2 separate regions of the Mus musculus genome follow, and region 2 is linked to region 1. Evidence: chromatin contacts called from public HiChIP or PLAC-seq data. All regions are on one chromosome and are shown on one strand. The core of a region is the stretch at or near the end of the contact, and the rest is flanking DNA. Distances in the headings are between cores, read along the strand shown.

Region 1 (2,700 bases), core at 194-2,693:
TAAGTTAGCAGAGGGCTTTGACTCCTGGAATATCCCCACCCTGGAGACACACGGAGAAGGATTGCCTGAATGTGGGGGACGAGGACTTGTGAATCTAAACAGTGTCCCAGAAGCAGCCTTGGAGGGTGGGGCTTAGGGTGTGGACTGCTGAAGTTGAGGCGTTTCTTGGAGAAACCACTATACATGTGTGCCCCTGAGATGGGAGAAGCCGGTAGCAGGCCCATCAGTGGGAGAGGGGAGCAACCACCTTTTCTGTGCTACCTGGGCATGTGAAACATTGGGAAGCACACACTGGAGGCCATTCTGGGGCTAGTTAACGATTCAATGGCCAAGGTGAAAGAAGGGCTAGCCAAGCGTAGTCGTCATAAAAGAGAGAATAAGAGCAGTATGACTGATGGTCCTGTGCCAACAATATCCCTGAGGACAGGACCTGAAGAATATGAGTTAGTTACCCAAGACCCCTGAGCATAGCTCTAGGATTGGAGCTTATACAAGAAAAAGGGGGAGAATGAGGGCCCCTGAGGGTTTGTTCCAGTCCCACACTCTCCTTACAGCTTCCTCCTCCTGCCTGGGGTCAAGGGTAGGCCAAGTTCCATTCTCTACCCAAAGGAACATTCTTGAGTAAAAACTTTTCAAAATGTACTGATTGATAGTTATTTGACCCTCTGGAAAGTCCCAGGTAGAGTTCAAATGCGTGTCATGCTTGTTAGCCAATAGATTTAAAAGTCAATAAGCTTACCCAATAAGTTTGAATGTTACCTTGCTGATGTAACCTGTGCCCCTAAAAAGTATAAAAACTGCTTGTAATAGCCAGTCGAGGTCGCCTTCTTGTCACTTGCCTTAAGGGACTGATGAGGGTTGACCCCGACATGCCAGAAAATAAACCTCTTGCGTTTGCATTGATCTGCATCTTGGTGTCTCATTCGGGGGCGTCTTGAAGGGACTGACTGAAGGTCGGAGTCTTACAGTTTGAGTTCAGAAAAACATAATCAGAAAACTATGTAAACAAATGACCGCAAGCTCATACTAAATACTAACAGAGCAGCCCTTTCTCAGAGCCATCTCAGGACAGATCGATTTAAACACAATTGCCTGGCACATACAATAGATTCTGTCTGGGAAAGCATGAAACCAAAGCAGAAGGCCAGATCCAGATCCAGATCCAGGGTACACTGAGGACAGCGCTCAGCAGAGCCTTTCAGCAGATTGGGTTCTATAGCTATGTTCTGAAATCCAACAAGAATAAACATGTCTTATAAATTGAATGCAAAAATTTGTCACAGAGGCATGAAATCATGTCCAAGAACAATTCAGGGAACAAAATACACTTTAGGTAAAAGGTCCTCTGCCTTTTTTTTTCTGGAGCCTCAATCATGGTTCCTTAAGGCATTGTTCACCAAGCCTTGTTCTCTGGGCTGCATTCCAACAATTCTCTCTGACTTTGCCTCACTCTGTGATGATTTGAATGAAAATGGCCTTAATAGTCTCGTTGGGAGTGGCACTATTTGAACAGATTAGGAGGCTTGGTCTTCTTGGAGGAAGTGTGTCATGGGGGTCAGGACCTTGGGGCACGGGGAAGGGAGTTGAGAGGGTAGTAGAGACAGAGAAAGGCAGAGAAAGAGAGAGAGTAGAGGAGTAGAGGCCGGCCATAAGCACATGGGGGGGGGGGATGGGAAAGAGAGGGGGAGCAGGAGCAAGGGGATAGAGCAGGAACAAGAAAGCAAGAGAGAGAGGAGGGGGCAAGCGACCCCTATTATAGTTGAGTCAGGCGCACATGGCTATTGCCAGGTAACTGTGGGGTGGAGCCTAAACAAAATGCCAACTGTCTGCTTCAAAACTTCAGCATTCTACTCTGTAGCATAGTATTCTCTACACATTGGCATTTCCATTCATTTTAAGTCTTGTGTGCTTTAGCACTCACGTGGCTTAGACAGGACGATCACTGTAAATCTGAGGCCAGGTTGGGCTGTGAAGGTCCATGATTTGCTGAAGAATACCTCAGACTCAAATAGCGTGTAAACACAAAGGGTGTTTTACTCTGCAGAAATCCAGCATGCTGGGGTTTCCCATTACCAAGATAGAGAAACCCTGAAGTGAGTTCTCAGGCCGGACTTAAAGCACATTAGGAGAATTCCTGGGAAAGGCTGGTGATGGCTATCTTAGTCTTGGCTCTACCTCTAAGGATGTTTCAGGACCACTGCTGGAGCCTGGGGGTGGGGTGGGGGTGGGGGTGCTGGAAACTGTTGCAGAGGAGGTCTGGAAACTACTGCTGACCCATTGTCCTTTCCTCAGGTCAGGTGGCAGAGGGGCAGCTTCTGATGGCAGGGCAGTTTCTGACTAGCTGCCTGAAGCCTGGCTTGCTTTTGTTTTTGTGCTAGTAACTGACTTGCCTGGGTTTGCCTGGACTTGCTCAGTTCTTAGGCCCAGTCTCCTGAACTGGCAACTTAAAGCTTGTCATGGAATCAACTTAGCCTTCTCAGGGCTACATAATGGGTTCAAAGACAGCCACAGCTACATAGCTGTTGGGAAACCCTGCCTGCCGCTTAAGGTTGACATCTACCATGTCTAGATAGTTCCCCTGAGCTTGGCACAAAACGGAGGACTCCCTTTCCCAACAGGGCTGTCTCTTCTCTACCCTATCTAGAGAGTTCAACCCCCACACTCTACCTTGAATGCCATGCAATCCTGGGCAAAATTACA
Region 2 (2,700 bases), core at 200-2,699, 90 kb after region 1:
TGCTTTATTTTGGAGGGGGTAGATTTTTTTTTTTTTTTTTTGAGACAGGGTTTCTCTGTGTAGCCCTTGCTGTCCTGGAACTCACTCTGTGGACCAGGCTGGACTGGAATTCAAAGGTCTACTTGCCTCTGCCTCCCAAGTACTGAGATTAAAGGTTTGTGCCACCACACCTGGCACCTAGCTTGCTTTTTTTTTTTTTTTTTTTTTTTTTAAACTTCCATTTAGGGCAGAGGCAGAACGCAGCAGAGAATGCACTTAAAAAAAAAAAAAAAGATAGTTTGGGGCTGGTGAGATGGTTCAGCCTGTAAGAGCACTGAATGTTCTTCTAAAGGTCCTGAGTTCAAATCCCAGCGACCACATGGTGGCTCACAACCACCTGTAATGAGATCTGACGCCCTCTTCTGGTACATCTGAAGTCAGCTACAGTGTACTTATGTATAATAATAAATAAATCTTTGGGCTGGAGCGAGCATGGACTGAGCAAGTGGGGCCAACCGGAGCAAGCAGAGGTCCTAAAAATTCAATTCCCAACAATCACATAAAGGCTCACAACCATCTGTACAGCTACTGTGTACTCACATACATAAAATAAATAAATAAACCTTTAAAAAAATAAAAATAGTTCGTAGAAGCCCAGTAAAGTATAATTTACAGTTGGAGCTGGTTTCTACTTGTATTATCTGTCCATTATCTTTGACCGGCCCCCACCAGAGCACCACAGACACTAGTTAATTAGAGCTGAGAAATAGAGCTGCTTATTTCAAGACTTTTTTAAGAATCCCGGGGATGTGAACTTTAAACTAATTTAACATTGCAGTAGTTACATAGTTACAGCCTGCCCCTCTGCTTCCTTCGGAACTTTACAGTGTGAAAACCACTTTTTCTGACTTCAATGCTGGAAGATATGTACTTGTAACTTTTTCTTTCTTTTGGAGACAGAGTAGCCTGGAGCTTCCTAAACTATGCTGGCCTCAGAATCAGAGATCCGTCTCTGGGATAAAAGGCATGTGCTACCTAGCATAAATATAAGTTTTACATTTAAAAAAATTTACATGTATCTATTTATCTATCCATCTACCTATCTTCCCATCTATCTACCTACCAGTGTGTGTGTTGTGGAGGTTCTAAGACAACTCCGGGAAGCCAAGTTCTCTTCTAAAAGCCTTGTGTGGATCCCAGCCAACAGGCATGGCTGCAAAAACCTTAACTCAGGGAACCACCCCACTGACCCATTTCTAAACCCTGTGGTTTAAAAGAAAGCAAGTACAACCCAAACTACACAGAGATGAAAGCGAGGCTCATTGTAATGTAATATTGTTAGTGAATTTCAAAGAAACTATGTTGTACAAAGGAAGCCAGATATACAAAAGACTACAAACAATCTGGCTGTGGGGGGTAGCTAATGCCTGTGTGGCTAAGGAGGAAGGATTTTGCTGAGTTCAAGGCTTATCTGGACTAGAGAATAAGACTCCAGGTGGCTCTCTCGGTGCTCACACTAGGGCAGCAGCTCTGGGAGTAGCAGCAAGGACGAGTTGCAGGGAAGGCTGTGGGGCTGTGATAAATGGGTACTTACCTCCAGATAATGGGGGAGGAGTCACTGCAGACACCCCCCACCCACACCCACACACACACTGCTGGGCTTACAGCGTTGGCCCTTCATATGGCAAACCCCAGAGCTTCCCAGCCAATGAGCCCATGCCCACTATGGGGGTGGGGGTGGGGGTGGGGTGGGGGTGGGCATGGATGGAGGCAGGATGACCAGGTTTCAAGTGTGTCAAAATTCATGGTGCTGCACATGATCAGAAGCTCTGGCCTGACACACTGTTCTCTCTCTCCCTCTCCCCCTCCCCTTGCCCCTCTTCCGTTCCCCTCCTCCCTCCCCACCCAACCCTTTTCCTGGATACTAACACTAGCCAAATGCATTTCTTACTTCTGTGTAGGAAAGCCTTAGCAAGCATAGGTTTCTTTAATGTAAATGTTTTGTTTTTTGTTTGTTTGTTTTGTTTTCCCATACAAGATTTCTTTGTGAAGCCCTGGCTGACTTGGAACTAGCTTTGTAGATCAGGCTGGCCTCAAGCTCACAGCGATCTACATGTCCCTGCCTCCTGAGTGCTGAGATTAAGGTGTGTGCACTACTGTCACCACCACCTGGTAAAAATAGTTTTTTTTTTTTTAATGAGTTTCCTTGATTATGGTGTTTTGTCATCACAAAGTAACTAAACATCAGCCTCTCTACTCTCGCCATTTATGGTCCATGTCCCAAAATGGGGCTAGAGAGGTCCTTTAAAAATGCAAATCAGATCAATGACTCCTTATTAAAATCTTCAACTAATGAAATGAAATAACTATTCTGCATGATGGTTAAGATCACATACTCTGCTTAGGGAGACTTGCAGACAAGCCTGGGATCTGATTTTAATCCCTAAAACTCACATTGTGGAAGGAGAGAACTGATCAGCGTCTCATGTGCTGTCCTTTGACTGCCACATGTGTACAGTGGCGAGCACACACCACACACTTCCACAGAATTAACTAGTGAATTGGATTGATTAGTTAATTAACAAATGAAAAATGAGCATACATTCTACCTTGTAGAGAGAATCTCTTATAATGATCACCTATCAATAAACAAGCTATTGGCCAATGAGCTGAGGCAGGAAATAGAAGGTGGGACACTGGCAGGAAGAGAGAGGATTCTGG

Evidence for each region. HiChIP or PLAC-seq counts read pairs in DNA pulled down with a chosen protein or histone mark.
Region 2: a contact with region 1 is called in an H3K27ac HiChIP or PLAC-seq map of embryonic stem cells, with 10 read pairs. The contact joins two enhancer-like sites. A contact is called at or near these places in 4 of 484 Hi-C or Micro-C datasets (Sertoli cells, brown adipocytes, liver and 1 more), 5 of 115 datasets of contacts at active chromatin or transcription factors (double positive thymocytes, embryonic stem cells and stem cell-derived neural progenitor cells) and 3 of 9 other capture datasets (adipose tissue, liver and pancreatic islet).

The regions. Positions count from the first base shown.
Region 1 is chr1:55,107,243-55,109,942 of GRCm38.p6, forward strand. No RefSeq gene overlaps it. Among named protein-coding and RNA genes, the nearest start is that of Hspe1, 20 kb to the left of the region's middle. Within about 2 kb of position 1,444, at least 15 of the 459 cell types and tissues checked have an H3K27ac peak or open chromatin away from gene starts, as enhancers often do. A contact at or near this core is called in embryonic stem cells, where this site is marked.
Region 2 is chr1:55,197,477-55,200,176 of GRCm38.p6, forward strand. The region is part of intron 5 of Rftn2 (raftlin family member 2); the gene reads right to left. Among named protein-coding and RNA genes, the nearest start is that of Gm51743, 3.2 kb to the right of the region's middle. Within about 2 kb of position 1,450, at least 14 of the 459 cell types and tissues checked have an H3K27ac peak or open chromatin away from gene starts, as enhancers often do. A contact at or near this core is called in embryonic stem cells, where this site is marked.